7 separate regions of the Mus musculus genome follow, and all the other regions are linked to region 2. Evidence: chromatin contacts called from public HiChIP or PLAC-seq, Micro-C and promoter capture Hi-C data. All regions are on one chromosome and are shown on one strand. The core of a region is the stretch at or near the end of the contact, and the rest is flanking DNA. Distances in the headings are between cores, read along the strand shown.

Region 1 (3,515 bases), core at 578-3,077, 480 kb after region 2:
AGCCAGGGTCACACAGAGAAACCCTTTCTCAAAAGACAGACAGAGAGGCAGGAATCATGATTAAGAATAATAGAGCTTGCAAGCTGGCTCAGTGCGTAAGAGCACTGATTGCTCTTCCAAAGGTCCTGAGTTCAAATCCCAGCAACCACCCATAATGAGATGACACCCTCTTCTGGTGTGTCTGAAGACAGCTACAGTGTACTCACATACACTAAATAAATAAATAAATAAATAAATAAATCTTAAAGGGGAAAAAAACAAAACAAAGTCACCATTTTGTTTCCTTTACCAGGGAGTTTCCTGGTATCGAGCACCCCAGCACTTTGTTGAGGAGAAGGGGTTATGCTCTCTGCTCTGTAACTACTTTCTGGTGAAATTAGGACTCCCTGTCACAGCCCAGGGAGGCTGGTCTGTTAGCCAGAGTAGGGGAGGAAATTAGGGCAGTGAGGCATTCACCACAAGCGTATGATTTGCCGACCCAGCTGAAGGGACAGTCTCATTTGCTGGGCGCCTGGGCTCACGTTAGTTTTTAGCAGGTCCAGGGCTTTCTGGTTTGTAGGGCTGCTTGGGTCTGGTGCGGTGTAGATCATCTCTGGAGCAGTTTGCAATCTGCTTCTGATTCATGGATGGTGTGCACCGGCCGAGTGGAACCGTACTAATATAGATCTGGACTAGGGACAAAAGTCAATGAAGTTAAAGGAAACATATTTGGAGAGCCTCGGAAATGGGCAACAGGCAGGGAGGCATAGGCTGCTGATTGACAGGAGTTCAAATCCAGGCAACCACAAGGTGGCACACATCCTTAACAAGACCTGATGCTCTCTTCCCGTGTGTCTGAAGACATCTACAGTCTTCCTACATATAACAATGAATATTTTTTTTTTTTTTTTTTTTTTTGGTTTCTCGAGACAGGATTTCTCTGTGTAGTCCTTGCTGTCCTAGAACACACTCTGTAGACCAGGCTGGCTTCAAACTCAGAGATCCGCCTGCCTCTGCCTCCCGAGTGCTGGGATTACAGGCATGTGCAACCACTGCCCGTCTTGAATAAATCTTTAAACAAAAACAAAAACTGGGTCTCATACAGCCTATGTCGTTCTCAAATCTCGCCCCAACTCAAAGTAGAGAGGATGGCATTGAACTTTTTTTTTAAAAAAATTATTTATTTTATGTATTTGAGTACACTGTCGCGTCTTCAGACACATCATTAGAGGGCATCGGATCCCATTACAGATGGTTGTGAGCCACCATGTGGTTGCTGGGAATTGAACTCAGGACCTCTGGAAGAGCAGTCAGTGTTCTTAACCTCTGAGCCATCTCTTCTGAGCTTTCTTTTCCACTCAAGTGCTGAGACTACAGGCATGTGTCTTCACACTTAATTGCAAGCACTGAGCTACAGCCTATTCACCAAAGACTGTTCAAGGAAAGCTTGGGGGGTGGGGCTTGGGATACGGTATTTTAAAAGGGGTGGTGATGGGAGAGGTTGGATGTGTAGGGATAGCACTGGGAGCCTCAAGCCTGGGTGACTCTGCAGCCGCGATACCCTGGTGTAGGCCGACGGGCAGAAGCCTAGGCAATGAGGGTTCCAGGTCCTTCGCCTACAGACCTCACTTTTCCGCCCGGCCCTGCAGCCCTCCTCTGCGTTTCCGCCCTCACCTTCGACGTCCAATCGTAGAGGCCTCCTCAGTTCCGCTTGCCACGCCAACAAATCACGACTAAAATAATCCCTCACCATCAACATTCGGAACGCCGCTGTTCTCGTACAATGACCAATAGGGATGTAGGACCGTAAACTGGGTGGGACGGACCGCAGCCAAAGGCATGCGCACTTCAGGTAGCCAATGGCAAGTGGCGCGTAGGCGGTGGACTTCCAGCGGCTCCCCGAGGCAGTGGGGCGGGGTCCAGGGTCCCAAGCCTGAGTACTCCGGAAACGGTGAGTGCAGAGGGTCCGCTGTGGGAAGCTGGCAGCGAGGAGGCTTGGGACTTGCCTGCATTAACACTGCCCCAGAGTGAGACTGGTGGGTTACCTGGAGAGTGCACAGTGCAGTTATTGCCTGGGCCAGATAGGTAGGCAAGTTTTCGGACAGTCGGTGCGGAGAGATGCAGTTTCTGCAAGTACAAACTACCTGGATTTCGTCTTCAAAGCTAAACCTGAATTTTTGAGACGATCCAGGAAGGAGGAAGGGAGTTCTCTTAAAAGCCCATGTCCCCAGGATGGCGCCCTGAACAGGAATAGATACGGTCCACAACTATTAACCGCTTACTGTGTGCCAGACGCTTTCTCTCTTGCCTTTGAGATAGACACTGGCCCCAGCCTCCTTTACAGGCAGATCTGACTGTATGTAGGTGCGCCTACAGTCACATAAATTACTAAGGCTGGTGGGCTCAAGGTTGGGCTTGCTGACCTATCTGCCTCCGAGTCCAACACTGAGGAGGCAGAGGCAGAGGGATTGCTGTGAGCTCTATTGTAAAATGCTGCCTCAAAATTAAAATTGTGTGTGTGTGATGTTGAGTATAGTGCATTATTCCTGCATTTAGAATACTGAGGCAAAAGGACCACCATGCTTTGGAGACCAGTGTGAGCTACAGTGTGAGTTCCAGGATAGCCTGGGCTACACTGTTGGACCAACATCAAAATCATAACATAAAGGATGAATGGATGTTCCCTCAGTTGGAAAAGTGCCTGCTAACATAAGGACCCAAGTTTGAATCCCAACACTCACAGAAACCGGAGTGTGGCAGCAGGCATGTCACTCCAGCACTAGGGGATGGAGACAGGAAGCTCTTAGGGGCTCCCAAGACAGCCCAGCCAGAACAGTGACCTTGGTTTAGTAATACCATGCCTCAAAAAATAAGGTAAAGGAGTAGGAGAAACGACTCAGGGTTACAGTCACTGTTAACACAGAGGACCTAGATTTAGTTCCCAGCACCCACATGGCAGCTCTCAACCATATATAACTCCAGTTCCAGGGGATCTTACCCCATCTTCTGGCCTCCATCGGTACCAGGAACATATGAGGTACAGACAAACATGTAGGCACAATGTTCACACTTATTATAAGTGTGGAAGCCAGGCAGTCATGGTGTATTCCTTTAGTCCCAGCACTTGGGAGGCAGAGGCAGGCAGATCTCTGAGGTTGAGGCCAGCCTGGTCTACAGAGTAAGTTCCAGGATATCCAGGGCTACACAGAGAAACCATGTTTGAAAAAGCATTTAAAAAGTAGAAAGTAATAGAGGAAGGACCTAATGTCCACTTCTGGCCGAAGCTGACTTTCACACTCAGGTGCACACACATGTATACACTGTGCATGCACACACATACATATGCATGTACATATTTCCCTATACACATTCATGCACTATACACACATCCATGCATCATACACACACATGTGAGATGCACACATATGCCTATACACATGCACTTGTATATATTATCTAAACACACATAATTTATGTACGTACATACATGTCATGTACACATATGCCTGCACACACATGGGTACAACAGGAATATA
Region 2 (3,725 bases), core at 232-2,731:
CAAACCCAAAACTTCTTAATGAATTAATACACATGCAGGCCAAGGAGAAACGTCCCCATATTTACTGCCCATTCCCCTACCAGACATGTAACACAAAGTAAAAGATTCAACTATCTGCTGGACCAGTCAAGAACAAAGAACAGGGCAGGAAGCCTGGCTGAACATCATCCCAGCACTTGGGAGGTGGAGGCAGCAAAGTGAGGATGAAGCCAGCCTGGTCTACATGAGGAGCTGGATGTCAGCCTAGGTTATAAGAGTCTGTCTTCAAAATCAGAATAATGATGATGTAGGAACGATTTGCCTAGTTCTTCCCAATCCTAACAGCGAAAGTAATTCCCTTGTACAAAGGAGGAAACCAAGAGGTTTGGCGAGATTAGCGATTTCGCCTAAGGCCACACAGCAAGCTGACAGCAGCCGGCGCTGGGCATCAAACTCAAAGGCTGTCTGTCAGTTCAAACAAAAACTTGTTTCTAGTTCCTGAGGAGTCACTGGAGGTAAAAGGGATCAAGTAGATGTCTTCGGACCCGCACAAAACACTTGCCTTCGGTGTTTTAAAATAAAAAACCCTATCTTAAAAACTGGGAAGGGCCAAGGGACTCAAAAGAAAAACAATGCCGCCGAGAGCAAACGTCCCCAGGCATCTTTCACTTTTTAGGCAAACATTTTGAAGCCATGGAAGAAATTCTTTATTTTTCCTTCAAAATCTGCAATAATGAAATTTATCAAAAAAAAAAATAATAAACATGAAGAAAGTAAGGTCTGGAGACCGAAGAGGGCTCATGACTGTGTCCAAGCTACACTGGGCATCAATAACTGAGGTAAAAATGTTGCTCCCGACGCCCGACCACAGGGCATTGGGATCCCACCCGTTACAAACGAGGCCAGAAAAGCCCACGACACCTAGCCACTGTTCAAAGTTGGGGTCCACAGAAATTAAAGTGGGGGATCTGGATCTCTGAAACGCCAAAGGGAAGAAGCTTTGTCCAAGACCCTACGAGAACGCGCGCGCGGCCTTCACGCGGCCCAGAGCCACCCGCCTCGCCGGCCACAGTCAGGAAGCCGCCGCGGTCTCGCTGCACTGCGGCCTGAGACGCGCGCGCAGGGCTTCTTGACCCTCAGGCGCCGCCGTACCGCGACCCCGCTTTGGTCGCCCAGCTGCCCCCTCCCCCTCCCGGCGCCTCCGCTTCATTCAAACCGTCTTGCCCAAGCCCCGGGAGCCTGGTTCCGCCCGGGAGCCTCCATTCCTTACCTGGAGGTAACGGCGCCGTAACCTTCCTGGCGCCGCCCCCAACCCTCCACGAGGGGTCGGGGACAGAGTGGGCGTCTCGCTTCTCCTCAGGAAACAAAGAAGCCGTCTCCGCCGCTGCCAAGCGAGTGGGAAAGCCTCGCGCGCGCGCCCGCTGGGCTTCGCCAGGCCACCCCCCCCCACCGCACGCGCCCGCCGCGCGCCCCCGCCTCCCTGTCTACCCGCTCCACTTGCCCTGCTTCCGCTGCCCGGCCGGCCTCGTGCGCGCGCCAGCCCACCCTTCCGCTCTCTGCGCGCATGCTCAGCCATTCGCTGTGCGCACGCGTACTAGTCCTTTGAGGGCGCGAGGAGGTGGGCGGGCCCAGAGGCTGCACAAGATCCTGGTGCACCGCCCCTGTGGGGGGCTCGGGGCGGCTCTGCGCAAGCGCACATCTACCTCCCAGGCACGAAACTGGGCCTCAAGCCGGGAGGCATGCGCAGTGGGGGTAGCACTGCGGCGACGCTTAAAGGTTGGGGGAGGGGGTGGGTGGTCCAGATGGGAGATAGTAAGGATGAAATTAAAGTCCTCAGGCTCGGAGCAGTTGGAGCACCCAGGGAGGAAAGAGAAGCGGAGAGATGGCCAAGCTATCCCAGGACCGGCAGAGCCCACGCGGTGCTAAGTGCAGGCCCGGGAAACGCTTTGATCCTGGTTCTGGCGCTGCCCTGCCTGCTCTGCAAGACTCTGCCCTGGCCACATTTCCTGCAGAACCTGCTGAGGCCCAGTAATTAGCTTTACAAATATTTATTGAGCTGCTATCGGCTACTTGCTGCCCTCTATTACAGTCTGTGGGGAGGCAACCGAATGAATAAGTAAAATACAGAGTGTGAGGTAGAAACAGCCATATTCACAATTTAACTTCTGATTTCCAAGAAAGCCATTAGCCTTGGAGCATAGAACTCTGTCCAAATCTGTAGATTCATGCCTCTGGTTGAGTTTTTAAAATATTTGGTAGTGTTCGGGAGGCAGAGGCAGGTGGATCTCTTGAGTTTGTTACCAAGGTGTTACTTGTTTTTGTTGTGTGTCTTTATGGTTTGTTTGTTTGTTTGTTTGTTTGTTTTTATTTTTTTGGTTTTTCGAGACAGGGTTTCTCTGTGTAGCCCTGGCTGTCCTGGAACTCACTCTGTAGACCAGACTGGCCTCGAACTCAAGAAATCCGCCTGCCTCTGCCTCCCGAGTGCTGGGATTAAAGGCGTGCGCCACCACGCCCGGCTGTCTTTAGTTTTTTAAGACGGGTTTTCTTTGTGTAGCCGTGGCTGTCCTGGCACTTGCTCTAGACTAAGCTGGCCTCGAACTCAGACATCTTCCTTCCTGAGTGCTGCATGCATGTACCAATCCAGCTTGGTCTTTTACATAGTGAGGTTCCAGGGCAGCCATGGATACAAAGTGAGACCTTCTCTAAGTAAACAAACAAAAGGGTGTTTTCTGCCACAAAGAACAAAAAAGAATGTTTCAGGCCATTAAATCACTGGCCTGCTACTGCCTCTTAAACGCTAGGGTTACAGACCCAAGATACCAAGACTGGCAAACTATCATGGTATTTTCGCTTGGTTGTTTTGTTTTGTTTTTGTTTTTCGAGGACAGAGTTTCTTTGTGTAGCTCTGGCTGACCTGGAACTGGATCCTGAGACCAGGGTGACCTCGAACTGACATCTACCTGCCTCTGCTTCCCCACCACCACCCCCCACCCCACCCCACCCCCAACACACACAGCTCAGTTCTGGTTTTCAGGTTTATTTTCAGCCGGAGTTTAGTGGCATTTGTCCTTAATCTCACCAAGCTGATCTTTGTTTGTGGCCAACTTTATCCACATAGTGAGTTCCAGGCCTGCCAAGGTTACATAATGAGATTTTCTCAAAAAAATAAATTTTCTCAAAAAAATAAATTTTGGTGACTGGATAGGTGGCTCAGCAGTTAAGAGCACTTGCCCTTGCAGAGGACCTCCATTCCGTTCCCAACACTTCTCGGGGGCCAGAACTGCTTCCAACTCAGGAGCTTCGCCTGAGTACTAGGAATACTAGAATATTCTCTCTCTCTCTCTCTCTCTCTCTCTCTCTCTCTCTCTCTCTCTCTCTCTCTCCCCTCTCTCTGTCTCCAGAGTGCCATAATTAAAGGCATGTGCTACCAGTACCAGCCATACTAGATTTTTAATTTTTTTAATATATTTTTAAATTGTTTTCTTTTTTTTTTTTCTTTTTTGAGACAGGGTTTCCCTGTGCAGTCCTGGCTGTCCTGGAACTCACTCTGTAGACCAAGCTGGCCTCAACTCGGAAAGCCACCTGCCTCTGCCTCCCAAGTGCTGGGATTAAAGGCACACGCCACCACTGCCCTGCTGTTTTTGTTTTTCAAGACAGGGTTTCTATGTGTAGCCCTTCAGTAGGCTGGCCTCAAATCTGTAGATTTGCTTGCTGTTGCCTACTGACTGCCTGGACTAAAGGTGTGC
Region 3 (3,421 bases), core at 293-2,792, 440 kb before region 2:
GTCCCCCTGACAGAAAAGGTGCTAGCGCCCACATTCTGAGGTCTAGAGTACTTGGCACACTTAAAACCAACACAATGTGTGTCCTTCCAAGGATGATAAAGACCACCCTAAACGCTCAATCATTTCCCTCGCCACCACTTTTCCTTTCTTTCTTTTTTCTGTTGCTGTTCTTCTTTGTTTTTTGTTCATTTTGCTACAAGGTCTATGTAGCCTAGGCTGGCCTGGAATTCACTACATAACTGACCCTGACTTTAAGATTCTGACCCTTTTGCCTCAGCACCCCCAGTGTTGTGATTCCAGGCTTGTTTATGTGGTGCTAGGGATCGGATCTGGGGTTTCATGGGCTAGTAACTGAACCAATCCTCAACCCATTTTTTTTTAATTTATTACTATTAGTGTGTGTGCATGTGCGTGTGTGTGTGTGTGTGTGTGTGTGTGTGTGTGTGTGTGTGTGTACCATGTAGAGTTGATTCTCTCTTTCTTTCTTTACATGGGTTCAGGGGATCACACTTCAGGTCGCTACCTAGCATGGTGGCAAATATCTTTCATTCCAACACCTGGGAGAGGCAGATGGATACCTGAGCTGGAGGCCACTCTGACCTATCAAGGACGTTCCAGGACAGTCAGTGCTACACCGAGGAACCCTGTCTCAAAAAACAAACAAACAAACATCAGATTTCCAGGCCTGTATGGCAAGAACCTTTTCTTGCTGAGCTATCTTTCCAGCTTCCTGCAGCCTTCTGTTTTGTTTTATTTTATTTTATTTATTTTTGAGAACCGGTCTTATGTAACCCAGGCTGGCTTTGAACTCTTGATCACTCTGACTATCTTCTAAAGTTAGCCTTACATCGTGCTCACCTTACTTTTGTTTTATGTTTGGTTGGTTGGTTGGTTTGGTTTGGGTTTTTTTGTTGTTGTTGTTGTTTGTTTGTTTAGATTTTCTTTTCTTTGTTCTTTAATTAAAAAAAAAAAAACCCAGGGTCTCCTAAGCAGCACGCAACAGCCTGAAGTTTGCTATGTAGCCCAGATCAGCATAAAGTGCTGTGTAGCCCATGCTAGACTCAAACTACCTTCCTGGCTCACCACACCTAGTATTCTAATATCACCAGAGGCCATGTGGAAACAAAAACTGTTCACTTCGGATCTAGCAGAACGGGTCTGGGTCTGAGTGTTTGCCCTTTCCCAGCCCTCCCAGACATCACCCATGCACCCCTGGTTGTGTTTGGGTCACCAAAGGCTGTTTTTTACCCCTTCAGAGTTAGATGCTGGACTGAAGAGGGGAACCCAATTTGTCGGCAAAGCTAAAGTAATACTCGAGAGTGGTGTCAAGACTAGAGTCAGAGTCCGCAGGCAAGAAAGAGCCAAGATCTGATGCCTCATCCTATTCTCTTTTGGCACGCAGAGTCTAGGCCCGCACTCGCTTCCACCTGCCGCGCCGTCGGGAGCCGGGAGGAGGCGGAGACCCACCGTCTCAGCCAATGAGCGACGCCGGCGCTGGCAGCTGCCTCTATAAAGGGCTGGGGGCGGCGGCAGTGCGACCCAGAGCGCGGAGCGCGCAGCGCGGGCCGGTGGGAGGGAGGGAGGGCGGGCGAGAGGAGAGGACCCATCACCCGGCACGGGACAGGCCGAACTGAGGGCCCGCCGCAGAAGGCAGAGCTGCCGAGATCTCAGTCACAGAAAGAGCGACTTCTTCAGGCCCGGCGGGGCCGCGCTCCGGGCACCCTCCACTGCGTGCCCGCTCCCTCCATCCACCTGCCGCTGGGGGTCTGGCCGTCGAAGCGCGCATCCCCAGGCTCGGGTCAGTTCCCGGCCTTCGAAGGCGCCGCCGCCTCCATCTCCTCCTCTGCAGCGGCCGCAGACGCAGACGCCCGGGCGGGACCCCGGCGTGAGCACCAGGCGCCCCCCTAGGAGTGCACGACCCCCGGAGCCGCCCTCGATACGGACCGCGCCCGCCGGGCACACAAGAATGGTCACTGTAGGTACTCCCTTGTCGCCGCGAGACGAACACGGGAGGGAGGGGCGGAGGCTGGCTCCACGGAAACGCGGGGAGTGGGGGGGTAGGACCAGGCCTAGCTAGGCCTAGGGGAGGGGGGGGGGTAGTACCGCGCCTCGGGCCTGAGAGTGGCCAGAGCTGCATCCGGAGTTTTGGGGAGTGGAGCCTGGTTCGAGAGGCTTTGGAAAGCCAGGCTGTGTACAGGGTGCCCTCAGCCACCCGGTGGTCCTTGTGGCTCCTCACTGGAAGGCTGTGGGGGAGGGGCCGCGGCGGCGGAGGATGCTTCCAGCATCCCAGGCCCAGACCCGCAGGCCGCCCAGGAGGACAAGGGCCACGATCTCCCACTGTTGGTCCGGGTAATGCCACTCGGCCTTCTCTGAGAGCTTTTTGGGGGGGAGGGGAGATGGAGAGGCGGGTGGCGTCGGATCGCGCTGCTCTAAGCCCGAGCCGCACCCGAAAGGCGGGCATCTTCGTCCTCGAACCCCGTCGACCTTGCGGCAAGCGGGGAGGGGAAGAGGAGGGGGCGCCCTGAGGCCTCGCGGCGGCCGCCGTGATCCCTTTGTTTCTCCGCCGGGCCGTAGCCTCGCGCGGGGCCTTGGGGCTGCGGGGGGGGGGGTAGTGCGGGAGGGGGGCTCCCCGTTCCCCGGCCGCTGCCTCCGGGTGAGGGCGTCCGGGGCTGCAGCAGTACTCCATAGGGCCTGCTGCACGCGCCCTCCCCGGTCAGGGCTCCGGGCCGCAGGGTGACCTTGAACGCGCCCGCAAATCGGGCCGCCTGGCCGGCGCACGGTTGCTTTCAGCAGCCTCGGAGCTGGTCAGCTCCCGAACTCACGGCCCCGCCCGACATGCCACGCCCTGTCGTGCCACGCCCATCCAGGCCCCGCCCCTAGGCCCCCTGGACCTGGCCTCAAGCGAGCCCTAGGACCTCCACCCCGCAGCCCGGGCGTGTCCCGGGGCGGGGCTGGCCAGTGCTCACCGCACCCTGGCTCCACCCCCGCCTCCCTGAGCGACTAGCTCCCCGCGCCGCCAAGCGTCCTTTGTCTGGTCCCCGCGCCCAGCCTACCTTTTCCGCTCTTTGGAGATCTCTTCCTGTGTGTCTCTGAACACCAAGTGTTGTTCCCGGCCTCCTTTTCGAGTCGTGGTGTGCACGGTGGGGGTCGGGAAGCTCAGTAGTCCATCTTGAGTCTCCTCTCTCCTGGGCCCTGGCACTAGGCCACCTGGCTTTAAGAAAGAACCACCTCCTCCCCATGCCTTCCCAAGGGCTCAGCTTGCTGTGTGACCTCAGGCTATTTTCTTACCATCTCTGGGCCTCAAGGTGCTCATCCAGGTCTGAGAACAGGAATGTAGCCTCCTGGAGACTCTCAGAAACCCTACAATATACCTCCAAGACTTCCCTCATCTGTTGTTCTGTTTGAAAAGAGAAGAGGGTGT
Region 4 (3,473 bases), core at 954-3,453, 500 kb before region 2:
CCACAGTCCCTGGGTGCTTTTTCTTAGATACGGTCTCACCATGTAAACCAGCCTGGCCTCAGACTCACAGAGCTCTGCCTGCCTCTGCTTCCTTGGTGCTGTGTGCTACCACACCCAGTTTATTACTACTGGTGTGTGTGTGTGTGTGTGTGTATGTGCACATATATCATGACACACACATGGAAGCCAGAGAACTACTTGGAGGGACTGGTTTTTCTTCTTCCACCATGGACTCTGGGTATTGAACTCGAGTCACCTAGCTTGCAGGGCAATCATGGTTACCTTGTGAGCTGTCTCTCCACCCCACGGTTGGCTTTTTGAAACAAGAATTCACCGTATAGCTTGGGTTTTTCTGGAGACCACTGTGAAGTTAGGCTGGTCTCTGGTGTATGCAGATTTCTCGTTTCCCAATCCTGAGTGTAGAAATTAAAGGGTCGATTTACCATGCCTATCTTTGATTTTTTTTTTAAGTTTTGGGGGCTGGAGCTAAGTTGCCCAGGCTGACCTTGATCTGTTTAGCCTCTTGCTTCAGCCTCCACAGAGGCTGGCATGACGACTTACAACAAGCCAGGCTAAGACATCGGATTGTTTATTTTAATTCTGTGATTTTATTTATTTTGATACGAGGCATGATGGCTGGCCAAGTCCTTGTGGTTAGGAGTCAAAAGCACGGCATGGTTGAACACACCTGTAATCCCAGCTCAGGAGGCTGAGATAGAAGGATTTCATTGTCAGAATGGGCTATAGAGAGAAACCCTGTGATTGGCTGCCCCAAGCCCCTGCTGCCAGTCTTCCACGTCGCCGCAGACCATGCCCTTGAATTGTGAGCCAGAAGAAACTCGTCTTCTCTCACGCTGCAGGCAAGATATTTCATCAAGTCGGCAAGCTACAGGGTAACATGCATAGACTTATCCCACGTGCATTTGTGGTTTTGTTTTGTTTTTGTGAGCCTCCCACTGTTGCCAAGGTTAGCTTTGAATTATTCACATTAGCCCAGGCTGGTTAAGAACTAGCACAGATCTTGTTTCTGCCTTCTGAGTACTGGGATTTAAGTCCTGAACCACTACACTCCTGTGTGAGTAGATGCTGCCAACCAGAAATGGTCTTCAGAAAAGGCAGTTCCAAGGATGGCACTGCCCCCTATAGGGCATTCTCTTTAAAGCATGCGTAACAACGTGTGACACAGCTAAGCACTTTCCGTGTGTGTGTGTGTGTGTGTGTGTGTGTGTGTGTGTGTGTGTTAAGAATTGCCTTTACCCGCTGAGCCATCTTGCTGGTCAGAGCCTTTAATTAAGAAAAGAAGTATGTACTCAGCAGGTATATTTGTGAGGGTCTGCATGTGAAAGCCAGACCCTCACATCTCTCCATCTTACATATTGATGTAACGCAGTGTCTCTTGAACCCAGAACTCACCTCATCTGGCTAGTCACCGTGCCCTGGGGATCCTGTCTCCTGCAGGCTTGGATTACAGGCGGGTAACCAAGCCTACCTGGCTTTTCTGTAGATGCTAGGGATTCAAGCTCCTGTCTTCAAGCTTACCTGACAAGCGTGCTGGAGGCCCATATAAGGACCCTGGAAGAAGGAAGGCTCACTTTTCTTCGCCTGCTTGCATTTACTTGCCAGTACGTCTGTTGGAACCTATTTCTATTTCTTTACCAGCTAAACCAACTGGCCTCGTGGGACTGAGCGACGAACTACTAGATTCTTGGACTTCCCATTCACAGCTGACCATCGTTCGGGTAGTTGGACTACAGACTGTTAAGTCATCACAATAAATCCCCTCAATATAGAGACATTCCATAAGTTCTGTGACTGTAGAGAACTCTGACTAGTACAATGTATTTTGACCATTAAACCCCCTTACCCGTTCTCCTGTCTCACAATCCCGCTGATCCCCTCCCTCTCCCAACTCGTCTCTTCTAGGGCTAGGATATTGGAGTGAGCATGGAGGGTAGGGAAAATCTAGGGTTTCAAGGAGGTAAGACAAGTGAGACGAATCCAGGAAGATGATTACAGGTGAGGACCTTAACCAGGATGAGTACAGGTGGAGCCACCGCTCCTCGCGATCACGAACACCCCTAGGATTTTGCTTGTGATTGAGCAGGACTGTGGCGCATGCGCTGTAACAATTGCGCGGAGCCAGGTAGTTGGAGGCGGGGTCTACACGCGCATTTAATTGGTTAAGGAGTGGGCGGGAAACCCAAAGCGATATTTCCGTTTCCGTTAGGGGCCGGAAGTTAGCGTCTCCTGGGTGAAGCGGCCTTGGCTGAGAGGCAGGGCTGGTACAAGTAAGTGTAGGGTCTCGCGGGCGGGCGTTGGGCCGGGCGGACCGGCGCTCTTCTCTAGATCACCCGCAGGGCGTAGAGCTGAGGCCGGGGCATGGCTTTGAGGACGGCCTCGTGGGGAGCCTGACCCCTGGATCCCTGCAGCTGGGCGAGCGGGCGGCGCCACCGAAACCTGGGTGAGGCGGACGCCGTCGCTCTGCCCAGATCCCTTCCCGCCGTCCCGGTCGCCTCGGGACACCATGGCTCGTTCGCAGGCTGCGGTTTGCCGGTGGGATTCTGGGGCCCCACAGAGACAGATTCCGGGCAATTCACTGATTTGTTCAACAAGTAGTTATTAAGTGCCTAAGGTATACCAAGCACTGTGCGTCCTGGGGATACAGCAGTGACCAAGTGAAATCCTTCCTCAGAGATTGATGGGCAGGGTGGCAGACGCCGGAGGAGCTTTGAGGAGTTTTAAGGTGATCGTGAGTTTGTTTTGGATGCTGTGTGTGTGTGCGCGCGCGGGAGAGAGAGAGAGAGAGAGAGAGAGAGAGGCAGCCAACAACTTCACCTGCCAAGCCATCTCCCTTGCCCTATTTTGAAAGTGTTAGAAATCTTTTGTCCTACATTTTTCCCTATATGTGTAGTAGAATGTGTACAGAAGTTAATGGACAACTTGGGAAATACATCCTCGCTTTCCACCTTTACGTGGGTTAGGGTTCCAAATTCAGCTTTTCTGGCTTGGCAGCAGTGCCCATAGCAGCTGAGACAGGATCGACTAAGATGCCCCGCCTGCCCCGCCTGCGATTCCGTTGTAGCTAGCTGGTTGCCAGGGCCAGATGGGAGGGGATGCAAACACATCCACCTAGACAGTTGACAGCTGGGCTCGGCACCAGGCAACGCTTCACCGTGAGGGTTTGGCCTTTCCTTTTGTGTGTCTCACACTTTTGTCTCCGTTGCTCCGGGAGCTTCAGCCATTCGTTCTGAAGTAAAACGACGAGAAAACCCTTCATCTGGCTCAGACTCTTCCTGGCTGTCTTGTCATCAAAGCTGCCTTTTGTCATCTGGAATGACTCCAGAAGAGAAGGTCTTTCCTGATCTCTTTCACCCAAAGTAGCCCCAGCTCAGAGATTTGTATTTCGCTCTAATAGCCTCGTAGAAATAGGATTCATCCAGTTACAAGTTTTCTCAGGAGCCTGTCATCTGTAA
Region 5 (3,772 bases), core at 774-3,273, 450 kb after region 2:
GACTCAAGCTGCTGGGACTGAGGAGTACTAAAGGAAGGGGTGTCCTTGGAGTGCTGGAGTGCTGTAGGAACTGGGGGGGGGCTCCCCAGAAAGATGTAGGTAGACTGCAGTAATAGTCTAAGGGGGCCTGTTTTAGGACTCAGGCAATAGGCAGTTGTGAGTGAATGTAGGAAGTCCATCACCCCGGGGCCTGGTGAACTCAGTCAGAGCCCCGAGGCTCCACTTACAGTGGCTGTGATCACTGGGACTATCTATGTCAAGAAGACACTGGTAATTAAGGTACACAGGGCAGATGATGCATGGCTTATCGGCCAGAGTAATGACTGTTAGAGCTGCCACTAGATAGAGGTGACAGCATGACTGAGCTGGGTAAAGTGGTGCGCATCTGCCATCTCAGCCCTTAGGAAGCCAAAGCAGGACCGTCACAAGTTCAAGGCCAGCCTCGGCTGACCACAAGAGTGGTCACATTGTCTCACAGGGCCTCAGGGAAGGTTGGCACATATAACAGCCCCAAAGCTCTGAGTCTGTGGAACATATCCTGCCAGCAAGGAGGTGTCCCCTGGAACATGGAAACTGTCGATCTGCTGTCCTTGAAGCAAACAGTCACTATGCCACATTAACCATGGTCCCACAAGGACACAGTTACTCTGTCACCACCACAGACACTATGGCAGAGCCAGCCATCACTGTCATCATGTCACAACTGCACTCTGTGGAGTACAGATACAGCCATGCTGTTACAGCTCTGTGACAGACACCAACATAGTCACCCTGGGACAGTTACAGAAGCCCAGAAGCACAATGCCACTGTCACAATCACTGTCTTCATAGCAGAGTTAGGCAGAGCCCCAAGTACAGGCAGCCCCAGCCTGTCACACACAACTGAAGACCCCTCCCTGAGGCTACCATGGCAGGAATCCCAGCTACTCTACACACCTTCATCTGTCACTTCAGAAAGGTGGGAATTCTTCTTTGATGGGACCTCACATGCCCTTGGCACAGGTCCATGGGGCACCTTGGGGTGCCATGAAGCCCTAACTGCCTGGCTAGGGCTTGTTCCAAGTCATAATACAGCCTGGACTAACACCAGCTACTGTAGGGCTGCCCTGATCCAATTCTCCACCCACTAGCGTCTAGTGTGCTACCCCATGGGAAGTATCCAGCGTGGTTCTTCAGTCACCCCTTATCGAATGTTCCCTAGGACACCCCACAATTAGTCCAGCCTCAGTCAGTCTCTCCAAGAGGTACTCCCATTCCAGCAGCTGCTCTGTACCATTACTGGCTAAGCTTGTAGAGAGCCCTAAAACAGCATGGATCCCCCCGACCCTCAACTTTACCCTGGGTATCCCATAAGTTAAAGGGCTTCTGGTGCAGTGGCGCCCCCTCTCTCCACCCACGCGGGTCACGCTGGCCCCCCCATCCGCCCCACAGCGCCCCCTTTGGCCAGCATTGCGCGTGGCGCCCCTCGAGCGCTTGTGCGCTCCGCTCGCCGGGGGAGTCTCACCGCCTACTGCTGCCTCCGCCGGTACCGGTGCCGTGGAAGGACGAGGGCCAGGACATGCGGGTAGTCCGCAGGCCTGGCCGGTCGCCAGTGTCCACGGCGTCGGCGCGCTCTATGGGCCGGTGCGGCGAGCGCTCTGGCTCTGAGCGCTCGGCACTGTCCGAGTAGCCGCGCTGCTGGATGCGGATCGGGGTCCTCGGCTGCCGCCACAGGTGCTGGGGGGGCGGCTTCAGGGTGGCCTGGCCCTCTCGGGGCCCGGGAAGAGAGAGAGACAGGCTCCTCTCCGAGGGGGCGGCCGGAGGCTCCATGGCTCCCGCTCTGTCTTGTGGGGTGCCCGGGGGCAAAAACGTCCCCTGGCCTGTCCGAGCTCAGTGGCGCCACGGCCGAGGTGCTTGGGGACCCACGGGAGCTCCTGGCCTCAGTGGGGCCATGGCGCCCAAGGACGGAGAACGCGGACGGCGGCGGCGCCGGTGTCCTCCTGGCGCTTGGAGCCCGCTGCGCTCTCGGAACCCGGCGCCAGCCGCGACTCCCCGCCCCGGCCCGCCCCTCCCTGCCCCCCCACCCGCCCGCCCGCCTGGCGACTGTCACAGCGCCACCCCCTCCTCCTCCAAGGAGAGGAGGGTGGCGGTCCTCCACACCCACGCACAACCCATTCCCGCCGGGGAGGGGGCGCCAACGCGCGCCAATCTCCAAGAGCCCTTTGGAGCAGCAAACAACGCACAGGGACCGAAGAGTTAAAGGGTTAATGGCATCGGGACGAAGACATCCGACTGGTTGGCGGGGTGTCACTCAGCCGCATCCATCAAGGCTAGGGCGGAGTCAGGGGCTGTCGTATCCTCGTTTTTAGAACCCCTGTCACCCTTTATCCCAGGTCCCCTTTTGCGGGAGTGGTCCTCGTGCCACCAGGACGCGGTGTCTGCAAGCTAACAGTATTGCACGCAGGACCAATGACAGCGTGTGGCTCCTCCACCGCCTGGCGGGATGTGAGCGCACGTGGCCCCTTCCGAGGGTTGTCTATGTTTTCGATGACGCCTGGAAGTGTGTGCGCGCACGTGGTGACTGCTCCCGCTGCTGCTGTCGGGGGGGTGTAAGAAGGCGCGCGCACGTGTACGACCCGTCGGGAGGGCGGAGCGTCCCGTGGGGTCTGTTCCGGTGGCCCAGGACTGTGCACACCTTCCCACGCACTCCGGCGCTGTATTGTCATTATAATGGGAGGATGCTGGTGCGAGTTGTGCACGTGATTCTTCCTCAGTTGTCTGTGACTGAGGACGCATGTTGGTGTATGGTCGGCCTGGAGGCATCTGGAGGTATGGGAGTGTGTCCCTTTGGGTCCCCCTGTGACTAATATATAGGTATCGCTACCTCTTATCTTTCAGAATTTTTAAATTACATTATTTGTGTGTGTGTGTGTGTGTGTGTGTGTGTGTGTGTGTGTGTATGGGAACTCGAGTCTCCCACTTCATCATCCAAATGCTACATATCTCAACTACTGCAGCAAGATTTGGTCCAGCTGTGCACCCTCAGTCCTTGCGAATACCCATTAGATGCCGAGGATAGGAGAGGACAGAGGACATTCTGCAGAAGTCAGTTCTCTCCTAACGATTCCCTAGTGGGCCTTGGGAATCGAATTCAAATAGGCAAGCTTGGAGGCAAACGCCCTTACCCACTGAGAATCCCGCTGGCCCAATCGCCGCCCCCTCTTCTTTTAATTTTTAAAGACTTTAAGCTGTTCTTCGAAAGGTAAACTGAGGCAGGTGGGAGGGGTAGCTGGGATAGGAGAGCATTGGAGGGTGAAACCCACCCCTGACGTTTTCAGGCGAGTAAACAATCGGAGCCTTTTCCCCGCGTCCCCCGCCCTCAGAACCCCCCTTCCGGCACCTAAATCCGGAGTTGCCGTGACTCACGCTCCCGCCTCCCTCAGCGCCGTGCCGAGCGAACGAGCAAAGAGCGAGTGGGAATCCGAGCGAGTCGCCATCCCTCCTCCCGGCTCTGGCTGAGCCCCGATGGCTGCTGGGCTGGGGGGTGGAGTGCTGTGTGCCCTCCCGTTTCTCACTTCCCTCCCAGGCTAGATCGCTGCTCAGGTGCTGCAATGTCCCTTGGCCCAAGCCCTCGCCCCCTACATCACCTCTCCTGGTCGTCTAGGGGGACAAGCCTTGTATTCTTGCCCCCACCCCCGTTCTTATTAACACACAGGCAATTGAACCTTTCCCAATTTCCAACTTCCTCAACCGCTTTTCTCTAGCAGGAGGGGACTCCTAGCGTGGGTGAAGG
Region 6 (3,670 bases), core at 594-3,093, 380 kb after region 2:
ATGGGTTTTTTGGTTGTTGTTTTTTGCCATTTTGATTTTGGAAGAGGGTCTCACTATGTAAGGCAGGCTGTACCACTTTGTAGCCAAGGACGTCCTTCACTTTTCTGATCCTTCTCCTCCAGCTTCCTGGGTGCTGGCATTACAAGTGTGTCCCAATTTCAGCTGTCCTGCATTTTTGTTGTTGTTTTGTTTAAATTATTAAGTTAATAGAACAAAGTAAGGTTTTACCATGCAGTCCAGGCTGGCCTGGAACTTGCTATGAGCCCTGGCTTGTCTCAAATTCACAGAGATCCACCTGTCTCTGCTTCTTCTAAAATTAAGGGTATACGACACCATGCCTGGCTTTCCTTGCCTCCCTGACCCCAGACAGAGTCTCACTGTGTAGTCTGGGCTGTTCTCAAACATTCAACCCTCTGCTTCAGACTCCCGTGGTAAATTTCTTTTGAAACTATCCTTTTCTTTGATATTTATTCATTTGTTTTCTGATATAAGGTCTTGCTAGGTCGAGCAGGCTTACTGTGAACTGGAGGTAATCCTCCTGCTTCAGTGCCCTGGTGGCTGGGATTACAGATGTGTCCCCTCAATATTCTTATTTTTAGATTTATTTCCTTTTATGTACACGAGTACTTTGCTTGCCTGTATGTCTGCGCACCACCTACCTGCATGGTGCCCACAGAGGTCAGAAGACAGCATGGGGTCCCCTTGAACTGGAGCTATGGATGGCTGTGAGGCATCGTGGCAGTGGACTCCAGGTCCTCTGCAAAAGCAACACGTGTTCTAAACCACCTTTCCTGGTTTTCCGAGACAGGGTTTCTCTGTGTAGCCTGGCTGTCCTGGAACTCACTGGGTAGACCAGGCTGGCCTCTGCCTCCCAAGTGCTGGGATTAAAGGCGTGCGCCACCACGCCTGGCTTAACTTTATGTTTCAAAGTTAATTTATGTGTGTATGTGGAGGTTATCGGACAACAACCTGAAGGAGGAAGCTTTCTACTACTATGTGAGTACCAGAGGTGGAACTTAGGTGGCCAGAATTGGCCAGACGCTCCTTTACCCACTGAGCCATCTTGATAGTTCAAGAAAATAACTTTCTCTCATAAATGCCATATGCAGCAAATAAGTATCTCTTACCATTAAAAATATATAAAGATGTTACGAGAAATACAAAGAGGCAGCTCTGGGCATTCCAACACTCCAACACCCTCAGATGAATGCCATACCTCTCCTCATGAAAACATGAACACACAGAGAGGAGAGTGTGTCTCTGGAGCACTCGAGCTGCACTTTGCAGGCTCCACATAGGGGAAGAGAATCAGTTTCTGCCAGCCGTCCCCGACCTCAACACAAGCACACACACAAATTAATGTACACAAAGCCCAGAGTGATATCCCAGCCTTTAACCACAGCACACGAAGGAGGCAGAGGCAGAGGCAGGAAGGTTTCTGTGTGTTCAAGGCCAGCCAGGGCTATGTAATGAGGCCTGTCTCAAAAAGAAGTTATAAGGCTGGAGTGATGGCTCAGCAGTTAAGAGTACTTGCTGCTCCTGCAGTGGTCCAGGGTTCAATTCCCCCATTTGCATGGTAGCTAACAACCACCTGTAACTTTAGGGGACACTGCACAGCCCACGTTGCACAGACATACATATACAGGCAAAACACCCACACGCACAAAGTAAAATACAAATTGAAATAAAAACATTAAAAAGTTATTTTACAAGAAGATAAATATCGCAACCAGGTAGATGGGTCTAGTTGGACCGTGCAGGCTGTGGGAGGGTCCGCCGGTGCAGGTTCAGCTGGAGGCGTACCGGACAGCCTAACCCGGAGGCAGCCTCCTAGGGCCGCCCAGACCCACGCCCTGCTCCCTCCGCCCGGCACCTGCAGGAAGGGCTGGAACTGCCTCTGCGTACCCGCCGCCCGTTTCCGCCCTCCCGCTCCTCCCACGCGTGCCGCCCGGGACCCCGCAGCACCGCTGCCCCGATCCGAGCCCTCCACCCCCACTCCGGTCCCCCTCCTCTCTTCCCGGAAGCGCGGCGCGTGGCGGCCCGGCGGCGCGGATTGGACGCGTGGCACCTACAGAGACACCCGGGGGGGTGGGACGGAGGTGAGCGAGCGCCCGCGGAGGATGCGGTGGGGAGCCAGCTCCGGGAGCTGCCCGCGGTCGCGCGTGGGGCCGTGCACGCGGTGGGGGGAAGCGCGTGCCCTTCTCCAAGCGCGCACCCCGCCGCCGAGCCCGTGAGCCCTCGTAGGGTGGTGGCCGCGGCGAGTAGAGGTAGGGGTCGCCCGCGGCCGGCGCCCCGGGACTCTTATTGTGACAGGGTGGCGCGCTGTGCTTAGTCACCGTGACCCGCGCGGCGGAGGCGGAGGCAGAGCGCGGCCATGGCGGGGTGAGTGAGCCGCTCCAGGCCGCGGCCCGGGACCAGGCCCTGCGGGCTCTCCCGGCGTCAGGGCTGCGCCTCCGAGCGGTGGGGAGGCCGCTGGAGCAGGCGCCGGGTACCGGGCGGCCGCTGCACAGCCCCCTGCGCAATGCCAGGCCCGAGCTCCGGCAGTGTGGTCACGCGTGACAGTCGCTCACTAGCTGGGGCCCCTGGAGCATTTCATCCCCCCCCTCCCCACGGTGATCTAATAGACAAAACACGCGGAGTCGCGACTCCAGGCTGAGCCCAGAACCTGGGGAGCCAGACGCAGACCCTCTCTTGTCTCCCCACATCTTCTTTGAAAGCATAATTCCTCCCCTGGCCCCAGGTCTCCAAGGGTCTCCTGAATCCCTCCCCGTGGGTGTTCCAGATGCTGCACACTCTCTTGCCCCAGGAGCTTGGTGTTCGCTTAGTGTTTCCTATACAGACCTTGCTTTATTTTTAGGCCTTTTCTGTCTTCTCGCTGTGTCTCTGGAGCTCAGAGCAGTCCCAAATACATAAATGGCAGGCTCTGTAAATGTTGGTGTGGTGTTGAAAGGAATCTGACATGTTGGACGAAGGCAAGGGGAGGGAAGGATGGCTGGAACAGTGAAGAGGTTGGAAAGCGGGTGTGGAGTTTTACAGGCCATTGACGATTTGGGGTTTCCATTCTTGGGCTCGGTGAAAGGTGTTGGGTGATTCTGAGCAGGAAAAGGAACATGATATGCCCTGAAGGCCCGCGAGTTGAGAAGTTAGTTTGAATGGAGCCGGCTGTGTCCAGTTTACTTGGCTTGGCAAAATCTGCACTTAGATATCATTGCTTAGTCTTGCAAAAAAAGAAGCCTGGCTGGACATGGTGGCACATACTGTAATCCCAGCACTCGGGAGGAGCCAGCTTTGGTTGCATAGTGAGTTGGAAGCCAGCCTAGGCTATGTAAGACCCTGTCTCAAATAAAATAAAATAAAGTGGCAGGGTCTGGTCTAACCCAGCCTCTGTTCCCAGCGCTGTGCTCTTCCCTCCCTCCAGGCCCCTAACGGCTAGCAGAGGAACTGTGTCTTGTCATCAGGAACCCCATGCAGCCCGAACCCAAGCTTAGCGGGGCTCCCCGCAGCAGCCAGTTCCTGCCCCTGTGGTCAAAGTGCCCCGAGGGGGCCGGGGACGCAGTGATGTATGCCTCCACGGAGTGCAAGGCAGAGGTGACGCCCTCGCAGGACGGTAACCGAACCTTCAGCTACACACTAGAGGATCACACCAAGCAGGCTTTTGGCGTCATGAACG
Region 7 (3,534 bases), core at 98-2,597, 370 kb before region 2:
TCACACACATCCTCCGCGGCCAGTGGGGACCAAGGCAGGGGGTGGGGGTGGGGGTGGGGGAGGGAGGGTCGAAAATCAGAGAGCAGACTGACATAGGAAACAGGTGCTGAATGGGCGTGAGCTTCATAACCAGAGTAGCGAAGCCTGGACTGGGTGGATCTCAGGTGGCAGGGCCTCCGAAACCAGGCAGCGAAGGGTGGGCAGTGATCTCCACCTAGAATCCGGTAGAAACTCAATGTAAGGTGCACGGAGGTGGAACAGAGCCTCACTGCCATCCCACATCTCTCTCCGGCCTCCCCCTACCCCCCCCCCCCGCAGTTCCTGGCCACGCTAGAAGGAAAGCTGCCCCTATACAACACCCGCATCCTTCTGCCCGTCGCCAGTGTCAAGGACAAGTTCTTTGGTCAGTGTGGGCCAAAGGGGGATGAATGGGAGGGGCGCGAGGTGGCCTTAAGTCAAGGCCAAGGAGGAGGTGCATGGTGTGGCGAAGGCTGGGAAGGGAAAAAGAAACGGTCCCTCACCCTCCCCATCACCCACCCCTGCCTCTCTCTGTAGATGAAGAGGAGAGTGAGGATGATGACCGTGATGTGGTGACCCGCGCTGCCTTCAAGCTCCGTTCCCAGAAGTTAATCGAAGCCCGCAGCAAGAAGCGCAATAGGTTGCGCAGATCTTAGACTCGCAGTCAAGTCCTATCGGATGCCTCCGGGACTCTAGGGAGCCCTCCGACCCTCTGGGTCCACCTACGGGTGGTGTGTGTCTGGGAGCCCCGGAGGCTCCTTCAAGGGCTTGGAGGAAGCTCAAGCAGGGAGCACCGCAGGCCAGCAGCGCCCGGAGGAGAGAAAAGGCCGAGCCAGAAGTTCCCACAGTAAATCTCTCGAGGCGGGTTGGTGCCCGCCTCGGAATCGCGCAATAAAGGTCACTGAACAACCCCCTGGGTATTCACCTCTTTTTGACCCTGCACCGCCCCCAAAAGGCTGCCCCCACAAAATGCAGGGCCACAGACACTTCGCGGCTTCTAGCCTGAGATGGCATGGCTTCCATCACCTATGGTACAGATTCAGTGTGCCCTCCTTCTCCTCCAGACATAGGAGACACCCTCGACACCTGGGATTGATCAACCCCAACCTAGTATAAAGCACTTCCCTCCCAGGGACACAGACCTGTTGTCGTGTCCCCTGCACCCATATGTCTGAGTGACAGATTGACCCGCACTTCTGGGAAGGAACGGGACTTCTAGGCTAGCCTGGGTGCGGGGATGGGGTCCGGCTGGGGACCTCTGGAATTGTGGGACCGCCTTGCCCAGCCCCGCCCCACGACTGGACGCTCGGCTGCCCCGCCCCACTGCCCGCTGGCCCTTCCGCTTCACTCAGCGGCGCCAGGGAGCAGGACGGGCACCGGGGCCATGGAGAGGACAGCGGGCAAAGAGCTGGCCCTGGTAAGAGGAAGCTGGGGATCCTCGGACCCCACGTCCCTAGTGTACCCCCAGATTCAGAAACTCCAGGCGACCGCCCCTCGTTTTCTAATCTTTCTGCAAAATGGATGTGCCTTGGAGTCCCCATTTGGGGATTCAGAGTTCCTGACCCCGTGAAGCGGCTAGTTTGGGGGATGGGGACGGGGGTCTGAGGAATCTCAGGAGGAGGTGACAGATTCTTTGTGACATTGGACTCTGGGATATCCCCAAATGATACTCCATCCACTCAAGACCTGGGAGAAGGGTATCCGTGGCGAAGACCTGGGATCCCACCCCGAGTCTTGAATACTCTGTTCGGGAAAGTGGGCCAAACATAAAGGCAGGGGGCTGAAGCCGGAGGGACTTCCCTGAGCCCGCCTCCACATCCAGGCGCCGCTGCAGGACTGGGGCGAGGAGACCGAGGATGGCGCCGTGTACAGCGTCTCCCTGCGGCGGCAGCGCAGCCAGCGCTCGACCCCAGAGAGGTCTGGAGAAGGCCAGGTGAGGAAGGGACTGAGGCGAGCAAGTGAGGGCGGACTCAGCTCAGGGGCCTGGGAGTTGGGAGGAGAGGGGGAAGCTGGAGAGCTGAGGGTGAGCCTCCCTAGAACTACGGGGCCAGGAGGAAGGGCGGAGCTAAGAGGCGACCAGGTGTGTGGAAAGGGCCTGGGGGCGGCCAGGTGACTTGGTTTGAATCCAGGAAACGGGGTGGGGCCAGGTGATAGCGCTCCCCCCAAAGGCGAAACTGACCGGCAGGGTGCAGGAAAGCAGAACGGAGGAGCGGCCAGGTGGTGATGGGTGGGACTCAGGCTTGGCCAGTGAAGCTTGGCTGCAAAACTGCCTGAAGCCTGGGGTGGCGGGGTGAGGAGGGCACAGAGGGAAGTGCTAGAGTAGTGGGGTGTCCTGCGGGGTTGATGTGAGCATTGCATGATTGGTGTATATTTAGGGAGTCTCGGAGTTTCAGAAAAGGACACAGTCACACCCCCCCAAAAAAAGTGCCAGAGATGGGTATAATTGGAAACAAGGTGCTTGGAACGCTCCTCACCTTATTTCATTCACTGCCCCACTCCCCCGCAGACCCCCATCCCGGCTACCGACACCTTCCTTCATTACCGAACCAGCAAGGTGCGGGCGCTGAGGGCCGCCCGACTGGAGCGGCTGGTGCATGAGTTGGTGTCCGGAGACCGCGAGCAGGATCCTGGCTTCGTGCCTGCCTTCCTGGCCACCCACCGGGCCTTTGTACCCACAGCCCGCGTTTTGGGTTTTCTGCTACCCCCGCCACCGCCGCCGCCACCACCTCCTGCTGGGTCAGTCATTTTCAGGAGACCCGCATGTCCCCATCCCCAGAACCCCATCTACCTGCGCACACACACATACACCTCAAATTTAGAACCGAGGTCCTAACGCCCTATAGCTCTGTTCCCATCTGATAGAGGCTTTCTTCCCAGGGTAGACAGCAAGAGGACAGAGGGACAAGATCTGAACTTCAGCAAGAACCTGAGGTCGGTTTCCATTCCCGTCCACACCCTCGACCCAAGGGAGCGTGGGGGAGGGATCTCAAGGTCGGGTCTGACGACTGCAAGGTTGGGAACGTTTAGATCCTTGGACTCAATTTTGAGCCACACACCCCTCTGTTCAGGGCTGTAGTTTCGGTGCTGGGTTCTTGGCTGCGAAATCATCCTCAGGACTTCCGGGATCCCCCTGATCATCAGAACCTAGGCAATGTCCGAATCTTTTTGGGCTGGGCAGCCCCAGGAGGGGCAGAAGCCAGGGAAGCAGAGAAACTTCTAGAAGATTTCTTGAAGGAGGCTAAGGGAGAGCAGACAGAGGAGGAAAAGCGACTGGCTTGGTCAGGTAAGGGACAGTCAATTCAGGTGACATTCTGAGAGAATACCACCTGCCCAGCTCCAAATGACAGACCCCGAATACATTTTATTTATTTATTTTGGTGCTTGGGAATAAACTCAGACTTTTGTGCAAACGTTATACCCCTGAGCCACACCCCCCAGCTCTTGGACAAAACTCTCTTCCCTCCCTCCCTCCCTCCCTCCCTCCCTCCCTCCCTCCCTCCCTCCCTCTCTCCCTCC

What was found. Promoter capture Hi-C pulls out the DNA fragments that hold promoters and counts their contacts. A called contact is a pair of places that touch in the nucleus more often than the background predicts. HiChIP or PLAC-seq counts read pairs in DNA pulled down with a chosen protein or histone mark.
Region 1: a contact with region 2 is called in a promoter capture Hi-C map of pre-B cells, with 2.3 times the contacts expected there. The contact joins the promoter of Tyk2 here to the promoter of Smarca4 in region 2. A contact is called at or near these places in 2 of 39 promoter capture datasets (neutrophils and pre-B cells) and 1 of 9 other capture datasets (liver).
Region 3: a Micro-C map of embryonic stem cells shows a contact between it and region 2, with 6 times the contacts expected there. The contact joins the promoter of Elavl3 here to the promoter of Smarca4 in region 2. A contact is called at or near these places in 5 of 39 promoter capture datasets (HPC-7-derived erythroid cells, embryonic stem cells, liver and 1 more), 8 of 484 Hi-C or Micro-C datasets (CD4 T cells, cerebral cortex, cortical neurons and 3 more), 6 of 115 datasets of contacts at active chromatin or transcription factors (bone marrow-derived macrophages, embryonic forebrain, embryonic hindbrain and 2 more) and 1 of 9 other capture datasets (embryonic stem cells).
Region 4: a contact with region 2 is called in an H3K4me3 HiChIP or PLAC-seq map of embryonic stem cells, with 9 times the contacts expected there. The contact joins the promoter of Elof1 here to the promoter of Smarca4 in region 2. A contact is called at or near these places in 1 of 39 promoter capture datasets (liver), 1 of 484 Hi-C or Micro-C datasets (embryonic stem cells), 3 of 115 datasets of contacts at active chromatin or transcription factors (embryonic stem cells and microglia) and 1 of 9 other capture datasets (pancreatic islet).
Region 5: an H3K27ac HiChIP or PLAC-seq map of microglia shows a contact between it and region 2, with 7 times the contacts expected there. The contact joins the promoter of Pde4a here to the promoter of Smarca4 in region 2. A contact is called at or near these places in 5 of 39 promoter capture datasets (frontonasal cranial neural crest, hematopoietic stem and progenitor cells, liver and 1 more), 2 of 484 Hi-C or Micro-C datasets (CD4 T cells and embryonic stem cells), 2 of 115 datasets of contacts at active chromatin or transcription factors (microglia and pancreatic cancer cells) and 1 of 9 other capture datasets (liver).
Region 6: a contact with region 2 is called in a Micro-C map of embryonic stem cells, with 5 times the contacts expected there. The contact joins the promoter of Keap1 here to the promoter of Smarca4 in region 2. A contact is called at or near these places in 5 of 39 promoter capture datasets (the C10 cell line, cranial neural crest, liver and 1 more), 1 of 484 Hi-C or Micro-C datasets (embryonic stem cells), 1 of 115 datasets of contacts at active chromatin or transcription factors (microglia) and 2 of 9 other capture datasets (adipose tissue and liver).
Region 7: a contact with region 2 is called in an H3K27ac HiChIP or PLAC-seq map of embryonic stem cells, with 4 times the contacts expected there. The contact joins the promoter of Rgl3 here to the promoter of Smarca4 in region 2. A contact is called at or near these places in 7 of 39 promoter capture datasets (embryonic stem cells, hematopoietic stem and progenitor cells, hippocampal neurons and 3 more), 1 of 484 Hi-C or Micro-C datasets (Th1 cells), 3 of 115 datasets of contacts at active chromatin or transcription factors (all in embryonic stem cells) and 1 of 9 other capture datasets (embryonic stem cells).

The regions. Positions count from the first base shown.
Region 1 is chr9:21,129,587-21,133,101 of GRCm38.p6, reverse strand. Tyk2 (tyrosine kinase 2) reads left to right here and starts at 1,827. Exons shown (of 25, transcript NM_018793.2): 1 at 1,827-1,930.
Region 2 is chr9:21,613,925-21,617,649 of GRCm38.p6, reverse strand. Smarca4 (SWI/SNF related, matrix associated, actin dependent regulator of chromatin, subfamily a, member 4) reads right to left here and starts at 1,481. Exons shown (of 34, transcript NM_001174078.1): 1 at 1,250-1,481.
Region 3 is chr9:22,050,144-22,053,564 of GRCm38.p6, reverse strand. Elavl3 (ELAV like RNA binding protein 3) reads left to right here and starts at 1,542. Exons shown (of 7, transcript NM_010487.2): 1 at 1,542-1,975. The coding sequence starts at 1,967.
Region 4 is chr9:22,115,925-22,119,397 of GRCm38.p6, reverse strand. Elof1 (ELF1 homolog, elongation factor 1) reads left to right here and starts at 2,203. Exons shown (of 3, transcript NM_001357311.1): 1 at 2,203-2,288.
Region 5 is chr9:21,163,965-21,167,736 of GRCm38.p6, reverse strand. It overlaps Pde4a (phosphodiesterase 4A, cAMP specific), which reads right to left and starts at 2,023. Exons shown (of 15, transcript NM_183408.3): 1 at 1,505-2,023. The coding sequence starts at 1,809. Gm36118 (a long non-coding RNA gene) reads left to right here and starts at 2,069. Exons shown (of 3, transcript XR_870565.1): 1 at 2,069-2,808.
Region 6 is chr9:21,237,505-21,241,174 of GRCm38.p6, reverse strand. Keap1 (kelch-like ECH-associated protein 1) reads left to right here and starts at 1,843. Exons shown (of 5, transcript NM_016679.4): 1 at 1,843-3,670. The coding sequence starts at 3,466.
Region 7 is chr9:21,987,266-21,990,799 of GRCm38.p6, reverse strand. It overlaps Rgl3 (ral guanine nucleotide dissociation stimulator-like 3), which reads left to right and starts at 1,347. Exons shown (of 19, transcript NM_023622.4): 1 at 1,347-1,435; 2 at 1,841-1,951; 3 at 2,525-2,754; 4 at 2,896-2,949; 5 at 3,087-3,301. The coding sequence starts at 1,403. It overlaps Ccdc151 (coiled-coil domain containing 151), which reads left to right. Exons shown (of 13, transcript NM_029939.3): 12 at 319-403; 13 at 556-929. The coding sequence ends at 674. Gm36414 (a long non-coding RNA gene) reads right to left here and starts at 1,304. Exons shown (of 2, transcript XR_379185.4): 1 at 1,161-1,304; 2 at 92-214.